Linked DNA regions of Mus musculus: region 2 is linked to region 1. The links are chromatin contacts, called in public HiChIP or PLAC-seq maps. All regions are on one chromosome and are shown on one strand. Each heading gives the region's core, a stretch centred on a gene start, on an enhancer-like site or on the middle of the called end of the contact. The rest is flanking DNA. Distances are from core to core; before and after follow the strand shown.

The links. HiChIP or PLAC-seq counts read pairs in DNA pulled down with a chosen protein or histone mark.
Region 2: a contact with region 1 is called in an H3K27ac HiChIP or PLAC-seq map of extraembryonic endoderm stem cells. The contact joins the promoter of Zbtb21 here to the enhancer-like site in region 1. A contact is called at or near these places in 7 of 39 promoter capture datasets (the 3T3-L1 cell line, embryonic stem cells, hippocampal neurons and 2 more) and 2 of 115 datasets of contacts at active chromatin or transcription factors (extraembryonic endoderm stem cells and pancreatic cancer cells).

Annotation. Positions count from the first base shown.
Region 1 is chr16:97,663,949-97,668,619 of GRCm38.p6, reverse strand. Gm41512 (a long non-coding RNA gene) reads left to right here. Exons shown (of 3, transcript XR_876311.2): 2 at 1,404-1,664; 3 at 2,515-4,671. Among named protein-coding and RNA genes, the nearest start is that of Gm41512, 4.4 kb to the left of the region's middle. Within about 2 kb of position 2,874, at least 46 of the 459 cell types and tissues checked have an H3K27ac peak or open chromatin away from gene starts, as enhancers often do. A contact at or near this core is called in extraembryonic endoderm stem cells and pancreatic cancer cells, where this site is marked.
Region 2 is chr16:97,960,511-97,965,181 of GRCm38.p6, reverse strand. It overlaps Zbtb21 (zinc finger and BTB domain containing 21), which reads left to right and starts at 2,560. Exons shown (of 3, transcript NM_175428.4): 1 at 2,560-2,768.

The DNA of each region.
Region 1 (4,671 bases), core at 1,625-4,124:
TTCTCTGAGGAAAAGGGGAGGTGGTAGTAGGGGGAGGGATTTGTAAGGGCAGGACTAGGAAGAGAAGAGGGAGGGAGGCTATGACTGTAATGTGAATAAAAATAAATTGTAGAAAGAAAATAATAATTAAAAAAAATAAAAGCGAGTACAGTTAGAGGGTTTATCCAGAGTTGATCATTGGACTTCAGAGAAGTTTCTAGAAGTGTGAATCCCTGCTGAAATCCTTTCCAGGACAAGAAGTGTGAGCCGTTTCTTCCCCACAGGCTGATTCTGACCACCAGGGCCATATTTAGGGCCTTCTTCAAGAAAGCCTCAGGGTCAGCACATTGTCACTGTGTGGCTTATTGTGGATCCCTCCTCTAAGCAGGAACCACTCAATTTTCTAACATACACCTGTCTCTTTTGCCAGCTATAATTCCTCTACTCAGGCTGGTCCTCCCTCAGGGAGCACTCCAGACCTAGAACCTCTGCAGCATACAATTCTGTTAGAAAACAGATGGGATTTCAATCACCTTACATCCCTCCCACCATCTATGATGGTCTCAAAAAAAAAAAAAAAAAAAAAGAGCCGGGCGTTGTGGTGCACGCCTTTAATCCCAGCACTTGGGAGGCAGAGGCAGGTGGATTTCTGAGTTCGAGGCCAGCCTGGTCTACAGAGTGAGTTCCAGGACAGCCCGGGCTACACAGAGAAACCCTGTCAGGAAACAAACAAACAAACAAACAAACAAACAAAAAGCCACAAACCCTTCTCCCTAAAGCACTACCAGAAGTTACTCAATGCTCTGGGAATCATTTGGTCCTGCCCTATGACTAATGGAAGCTGTCATTTTGTCCTTACTCAAGCCATAACCCCAGGAAAGGAGACATGTGCATGCTCCCTGCTGGCCAGAAGGTGTCAGCTTCTCATTTCTGCTCTGCAGTTGGCACGAGGGACAATTGCTCTACCACTGATCCACACCCCTAGCCCTCCCTTTACTTTTTATTTGTGAGATAGCATCTCACCAAATTGCAAGGTCCATCCTTGAATTGGCCCTGTAGTTTCCAGAACCTGAACCAGCACTCCTGCCTCAGGCTCTTGAATAGCTGAGATGACAGGCCAGCACAGCAAGATGCTGCTCAGCTGCACTCTGCCGTGGAAAGTCAAGATTCCCTCAAGACCCTGCCTTCAAAGATTTCCTTCTGCAGATGGAGACATCTTCAGTGTGCAGGGGAGGGCCTGACCTATTCAGTCTGCTTCAGTGTTGAACACATGCTTATGTCACCTTGTGTCATTACAATACACAAAGAACTGAGTACCATCAGGGGAAGAAATTAGTGACTGAATACAAGAAGAAGTCCTCACCCTGCCAAGTCCTGCCTTTCCTGGTCTCTTTGTTTACTGGCTTTCTTGGTTCCCATTTCAGGGCCACCCCAGGACCATCCACAAGCTTGGATAAGCACAGCTGCTGTTCATGCCTGCAGGGATCAGAAGTTCAATGACAGGCAATAATACATACAAGGACAACCCGTGAGCACTTTGTGGAAATGCCTGCAGAAGGGTACCTCCCATTCTCCATAGGCTTCAGGATGCTTCTTGAAGCAGGTCACAGTGACAGAGGATAGAATGTAGGCCAGAGGGAGAGAATACATAAGGTTTGCTGACTAAATACATCCTGTATGGACAGGTAGGCACCTCAGAGAGCATAAGGAGGGATTGAGTGTGGCCAGAATGGACATTCACTGTGGATTTGTCTGAAGAACGGGGGAACCAAAGTGGGTTGAGCTACTAGATAAATGTGAATTTTCTCAGTCATTGACAGGGCATGTGGGCAGCTGGGTAGCAGTCTCAAGTGATGACAAGGAAGGCCTGCTTTGTTGGAGTCTGGAGATGAAGGAGGCAGCATTTGAGAACCGGCAATGCTCCCCTCTATATGGCCATGAATGGGACCCGGGAATGAAACCTTAGCTGGGCAGGTGCCAAATCTGTTCCAAGAGCCTGATGGTCACCTGCAGCAAGAAGAGGGCAAGGAACAACCACGGGAGTGTGTGTGTGTGTGTGGGGGGGGGGCAGGGCTCAGTTCCTGCGATGCAATGTGAGGTGCTGTCTGGATCCTTACAGGAAATGTTCAGTAGACACAGAGTTCAGGAGTGAGGTCTGGGTAGGACAGAAGCTGCAAGTTCGCTTCTTCTAGGTGACTAAATATGGCCTCTGCTTCCAGCCTCCACCTCCTTGATGTCAGTCGTGGCTGGTCACACCATCAAGTTCACTTTAAGTTCCCTTCTCTTCCTTTCTCTGCTCCTGCAGGGGCCTGCAATGCTGGTGCTAGCTCAATAAAAGCTGTAGGCATCCACCTTCCACTACACAGCTGTGTTTTCTTACAGTGGTGGAGGTGGGAAGCCTGAGACCAAAGGTGGCTTTGCCTCCTGTCCCTTTCTCACCTCTGTATTGCTTGTGGTGTCCTTGGCTTGGAGTAATATCATCCTAGTCTCCGCTTATATCTGCACATAGCCTCCTCCATGATTTCTGTCTCGTAGGACCTGCCTCACTTCTGCCTGACCTCATCTAATATCAACTGACTCCTTCCTATTTCCAAACGAGGTCACCTCCACAGGCACAGGGATTTAGGACTTCAACTGTAAGCCTGAACTGTAGGACAAGAGCAGTAACTACCCCTCTGCCTCTGTGTAGACATTTACTGGATCAAGAATGTTTCTGCAGGGAAAGGTAAGTCATTCCTGAGAACCCAGCCTTGGACTGCTCAGGGGGATAGCTGTCTTCCTTTACCAGAGATAGCAAAAAACCCCAGGTCTCTCTACACATACACTGTGGGACCTAGGCTGCTTGCTTTGGCTCAGCACTGCTAGTTCACCAAGGAGTCTGCTGCTGTCTGGCCTGGGGCCACCATTCCACACTGGGGAGGGACTGAGCTGGGTGCACAGGAGTAGGGTGGGGTAGGGTGTGGTGTGGTGTGGTATGTCTCCGCAGAGGTCATGAACCCAACTCAACCTTTTAGCTGTGAACCTTTTAATAACCCTGCAGCCTCAACTGTAAGAAGGGGCCATTTGACACTCTTCTCCAGGGCCATAGAGGGTTAAGTGACACTGGTCTGGTACTCAAGAAGAAACACACAACTTTATGTTATTCTTGGCTTGGCTTTGGTCCTCATTTGCAACTTTAGTAGCATCACCTTTGGGATTCTTTCCAGGTTTTTGCAGCTACTTGTCACCTGCCTAAGCAGTTATTCAGCCTCTCTGAACCAAAACACACAGTTTGCCTTGAATTCCCAGGGAGTTCCCCAGGGAGCACCCCAGTCCCCAATGCACAGGGTAGACAGGGGTGCCTGGACAATGTCATGATGTCCCCTTCTGGGTTCAATGGATGAGCTTTGCTGTCAATACTTCTGAGTATGAAATTAGCATGTCATTGCATCACTACCAAAAGAGTCTAGACTTTTCCTTTCAGGTATCAGGACCATGGTAGGAAGAGAGGAAGGAGAAAGATGGCTTAAGCTACCTGGTTAGGGAGCTTAGGGAAGATTGTGAATACTGGACCAGGTATTCACTTCCTCTGCCACTTCAGTCCCCAGGTAAGGTCTGAAAGCCCCATGCCAGGGGCTGGCACCCCAGTGAGCTGCTTTAGGAAAGGGCAGATGTTCCCATCTCCAAACCACTATCAGCGCCAGAACTTACTGGCTTGGGGGCTGTCGGTCATCGTGTTTCATCACAATAGTAATCCTAAGAAAAGTCTTCTTACATGGATTATTTCATGGACCACAGGGTTCTTTCTATTTTAAAGCAAATGTGTAACACATCTCCATACTCCATGGTCTTCAAGGATGAGATAGAAGTCTTTGAAGACATTTTAAACCTTGAGGAGGCAGCTCAGGAACACAGATGCTGAGTGTGTGACCGGCTTCAGGTAGTGCTTGCTCCAGTAGCAGAGTGCTGCAGGTAAGTCTGCTTGGTATAGTGGCCAGCACTCTGCTCAGATCCAGAGATACCCAGTGGATGACTAAGGCAGAGCTGAGGTATAAACCCGGAAACACTCCTTATGCTTGTTTTCTCTGTTTATTTGTCAGATGTTCAGATAGCTACCATAACCCATGCCCTAAAGGCTTGCCTGGTCTCATACCAGCTGGATAAGATGAAATGCCAAACCTACAACCTAGCTGCCAGCACCAAGCCCTCATATGCTGGCTCACCCATACAGGGAGACTATAGCTCCATCTTTGCTCAGCTCCTCTTCTTGCCCAAGATCCTGTCTATTATGTCAGATGGAACATACCCTACGTAGCTGTCTTTTTATGGATGGAGCAAGGAGACAAGCCATACAGAAGCAGTGCAGCCTGGCTCAATTAACTGGAGTGAGAGATTCATAGAAACTGACCATTGTAGGCTCCAGGCACTAGCCATCCAGAGGGACCTGGTCCATACATTGATGAACTCTTGAGACGCTGTGCCTGGATCTAGCTCTTTAGGTGCTGAGTGTGGGGAAGGTCCATGGGACACAGGTATTCGGGCATTGAGTGTGGGGAAGTCTCATAGAACCTAGCTCTCTAAGTGCTTAGTGTGGGGAGGTCCCATGAGATCAAGCTCTTCAAGGGAGGTTGGGATGGTCCTGTGGAGAGCTCCTTGGGGGAATAGATCTCTGAGATGTAGCTCTTTGAAGACTTGGCCAATTTGATGTTTCAG
Region 2 (4,671 bases), core at 1,311-3,810, 300 kb before region 1:
TGCTCCATCTACCAAATGTGCGTGAATGTGTATGAATGTAGGAATATATGTTTGGTATGTATGTATGTATGTTGTGTGTATGTATGTATATGTGTGACATTGTTAGAGTTTGCTCATTGAAGCTTGCTTCATCCACCAAGTAGGTGTGAGTGTGCGCCTGCTTTACATTATCACCAACCCCACATCCCCTCCTTAGATCGATGACCACACTGTCAGAGTTGGTCTTCCACACACAGCCAGGCATGAAGCCTATGGGGGACAAATTCAAAGGCACATACAGGTGGCAATAGACAAACCCCACAAAAGGCACTAATGAGCACAGAGGTGTAGCATCAACCCTAGAATAAAGTTGAAGTGACAGGAAGAGCATAGAAGCAACAGAATCCCAGAGCAATTACAGATGACAGGACAAGGTAGAAGATACAGGGTAGCTCCAGTGAGGAATCAACATACCTGAAGCCCAGAGGTGAGTTGAGAAGGGTAACAAGCAAGGTTTGCTTTCACAGATGGGGGTCAAGCTATTAAGTCATCACAGGATGAAGTTCAATTCTCCCCTAAAAACAATGGAGAACCTAGTGTTCACACTGGAGTAAGGTAGCATTTTAAGACTTATCTTAAAATAAGATAAGTCTCCACCCTGGTTGCAAAGCCAGGGTGGAGTAAAACCTGGAGGCTGGAAGAGCAGTTAGAAAGTTTTGTGTGTGCACATGGGTGTGGGCACACACACTTAAAGTGACTGTACTGCCAGAGTATCTTCCCTGGCATAGATGAGGTAGCACAGAGTAACAGGACCAGCAAGACCACAGACCTCAGAAACGCAAAGTAAGACCACAGACCTCAGAAATGAAAAGTGTGTGGATGGGCAGGTAGCAAAGGAAATAATACAGGAAGCCACGAAGGTGCAAACCAGGGGCAGGAAGTCCAGGGCAAAGTGGCACAGCACTGTCACTGAGTTAGAAGAAGGAACCAATAATATATCATAAGCCAGAGGTGTATGAAAGATCCAAAGGTTTCTGTTGTATTTGGCAGTTAGGTCAGATTCAGAGAACTGGCAACCTTGTTTGAACATGGAGACACCAGAGTACAGGCAGCATGCACTGCAGATACAGCAACTGAGCTGGCAAACAGTTGGAGGGAGGTTGCTTTGCACTCCATGTGGTTAAACAAAACAAAACAAAACAAAACAAAACAAAACAAAACAAACGAATCTGGCTTCTCTCTGGGCCATAGGCTCTGCAGCTCCATACTGATTTTCTGCATGTAAAAAAGAGGCCCAATGGTGTGTGGTCCTCTCAAATCCCTCTTTACAAGACCACTTCTTGCTTAACTGCCATACAGTTCAAATACAAATACATTAAAAACAAACAAACAAATAAACAAACCAAAAAAAAAAAAAACCCTTGAATGATTGCAGAAGAGAACTTTCAGTGTGAAATTCTAAAGGGCATAGTCTTGAAATGAAAAAAAAAACTAAATACTCAGAGTTATTCATTTGGAGTCTGTCCCCCCCCCCAATGGATCTACCTATTGCAAGATTCCTTTCTCCACATATCCCTCACACACTTCATAATGCTGTTTCACCTTGATTCACGTAGTTAAAACCCACCTTCAGAAGCATACTTGAAAACCACACACTTCTTGAAACATAGAACACCTAATTTAAGATCTAGGCTTTTGTTTTGTTTTTGTTTTTGTTTTTGGAGACAGGGTTTCTCTGTAGTCCTGGAACTCACTCTGTAGACCAGGCTGGCCCTCGAACTCAGAAATCTGCCTGACTCTTCCTCCCAAGTGCTGGGATTAAAGGCGTGCGCCACCATTGCCCGGCGGATCTAGGCATTTTTAAAGTCTGTTACAGAAATTTCACTTGTTGAGACTGTCTGCTGCTATGTTCCAGGCTCTAGAAAACTTCCGTGGCCTAGAGACCCTTTCTTCACAGCTGGAATTTGTAGTTTGGCATTTGTTACCCAGCTGCCTGGTTTTGGCGTACAGTCATCTGACAAATGGCATTGTAATTTTCATGCAAAGAGGCTAAAAGAGAACTGGTGTTGCAGGGAAAAAGGTTAATCGTTCTTTGTCTTTTGTTTTGAAATGAGCCAGGGCCTCACTCTGTAGTTCAGAATAGTTAACGGGAAATCTGCCTCAGTGTCCTGGATGATGGGATTCCTTGCATGCACCACCCTTCCCAGCTTCAACACCATTTTAAAAGGGTAAGGTTTGGATATGTGTTTGAAAAAGCCACAGAGCGAATAAGGGGAACCTGGGAACCCAACTTGTTCACTGCCGCTTTCTCCAGGAGGAAGAAATGGAGATGAGCTATTTTCCCGATAGCTCCACATTCCGCATTCAGGGGCTTTCCGCGACCACATGCGTACCCTGGGGGCGTCCCTACGCTCTGCTGCTCGTGCCCGCGCCTCACCGGAGAGGCACCAACGCGCCGGACCCAACGCGGCCGCGCTCCCGCAGGCCCGCCCTCGGCCCGCCCCCAGCCGCCCGGCACCCAATCCCAGCGCCACGCACGTGACGAGCGCTGCTTGCGATGACCTCATCCCTGGTGTGGGATGACGTCAAATTCAAGATGGATGGAATCACAGCGGCAGTGGAGGCTGCGGGTTGCGCGAGCCGAGTGTGAGCGGAAAGGGGCTTGGCGCCTGCCCCAGGGCTGAAGAGCGGTGAGTAACCGTCACGCTCCGCGCCCTAGGAGGACGTCGGGCCCGGTCGGGGACTACGGCCTCTCCGCAAAACGCGGCCTTTCCTGACGTAACTCTGAGGTGATTTCTCTTCTTTTTTTCCTCCACCAGTGGGTTGCGGGCGTCGGGCCCTTTTACGCGTGCGCGGGGCCGCGGTCCTCACCGAGCATGCCCAGACTCCCACGTAGTCGAGCGTGTCCAAGCACTGCGCATGCTCTCTGCCCGCATTTGGCCTCGCCCTCGCTCCTACGCATGCTCAGCCTCCAGGCCGCTGAGCTGCTCACCCTGGCCCGGGCGGCCTGAGTAGCCGCGGTGTGCGTCTGGGGTGCTGGCCACAGCATAGCCGTTGAGACGCCGCTGCGGGTTAGGGCGCGCTCTCTGGGGCGGGCGGGCGGCGCGCGCTCGCGCGGGGCTGGGAAACTGGCGGGCGGTGGCGGCGGCGGCGGCACCCACACCTGCAGCGGCTGGAACGTGACAGCCTGGCAGCCAGCACCTCTGGGGCCACCTCGTTTGCCCATGCACACCCTATCGGACCCCTCACCCCCACCCTCGGGCCCAAGGCTTTTCTTAGGAGAAAGACCCTCTTTCGGGGACATAGCACGGAAGACCTCCCTGCAGCTCACATCTTGGCCGGGGTCTCCCCCATCTCCCTGGCTTGGTTATTTGGAGCACCTTTGAGTGCTTCCTCTGCAGAGACTGCACCTTGTAATCAAAGAACCATGCACATATGTGCCCCCGAGGCTCTGGGTTCTGGAGAACCGCACACTACAGAACGTGTACAGAGAGCCTTAAACAGGTACTCCCTAAGGTTGCCCGACACAGGGGTGGTGTTGGGGGACACTGAGCCGCCCTTTGAAGCTTGGCATTTTTTTGTGTGTTGCATGAACTCCAATCGCTTCTACATCTTTGGACATCTATCTGTGTTACAGCATAGTCTGGTGATTGTTCATCAGCATGACCCTGAGTCATAAGTTCCTGGGTTTGTTTCATGGTCCTCCCACCTTGTTTCAGAGGCTGAAAGTAGGTTAATCCATGTTAGTGTTTCCACTGAAAACCTTCCTCCACTTCTAGTGATTAATCATTACCCTTAACCTTACCCCTAAATATTGACGTTAAAGTAGAAATTTGGCTTACGTAAAAATGACTCTTTAATTCAGCCGATGCACTTAACAGCATAGTGTTTTCATTTAGTATTTATTGAAAGTATAGGGAGTGTCATTCTTAGGAAATAGAAATTGTTAATAGAAACTCTCCCTTGAGGAACTGACAGTATTGTGTGGTGGAGAATATTAGATATGACAACAGCAACAAAAGAAGTAGCGTAGAGGTCTCTAGACAAGGAGATAACTGAGAAGCCATTTTAGTTGTCCCAGTACTAGAGCTTAAAGGGCTGGATTTACAAGTATCAGAGATTGGCCAAAGGGCAAAGGAAAGAATAATTTTCTGCCAGAGGAGATATGGCTGGCATCATCCAACCTAAGAAGGTGATGATTGAAGACAAACAGGTGTGAAAGTGTGGATCACAGGTGCCATGTAGGACAAGTGACTTCACTGAGATGGATCTCTTTAGAAGGAAGGGGGTGGGGCCTGAAGAAGTCTGAGCAGAGATACAGATGGAGTCAGTCCAATTGTTAATATAGTCACAAAAGCTCAGGAAAGGCTGAGAAAACGCCCCCATGCTGGGTTCTACAGACTCTGGAGAGATAAAGATCAACAAGTCCAATCCCCAAGTCTAGTGAGCTTTCTTTATGTGGTAGATACCTGCTAAGTCCTATGCTAGGAATTCACAACTGAAAACAAGGGCTTTTTGGGAGAGCATGTGGGGTGTTGTGAGGGAGCCACATATAAACCTGATGCATTGAGATCACCACGGGGTCATTGCAGAGCGGTGAAGTGTTGCTGTTGGCAAGTTACAAAAGCTTTATAGTTCCCTCTGAATCCTTCTGTACAAAGTGGCCAAGTAAAGGAGAGATAAAAGACACGT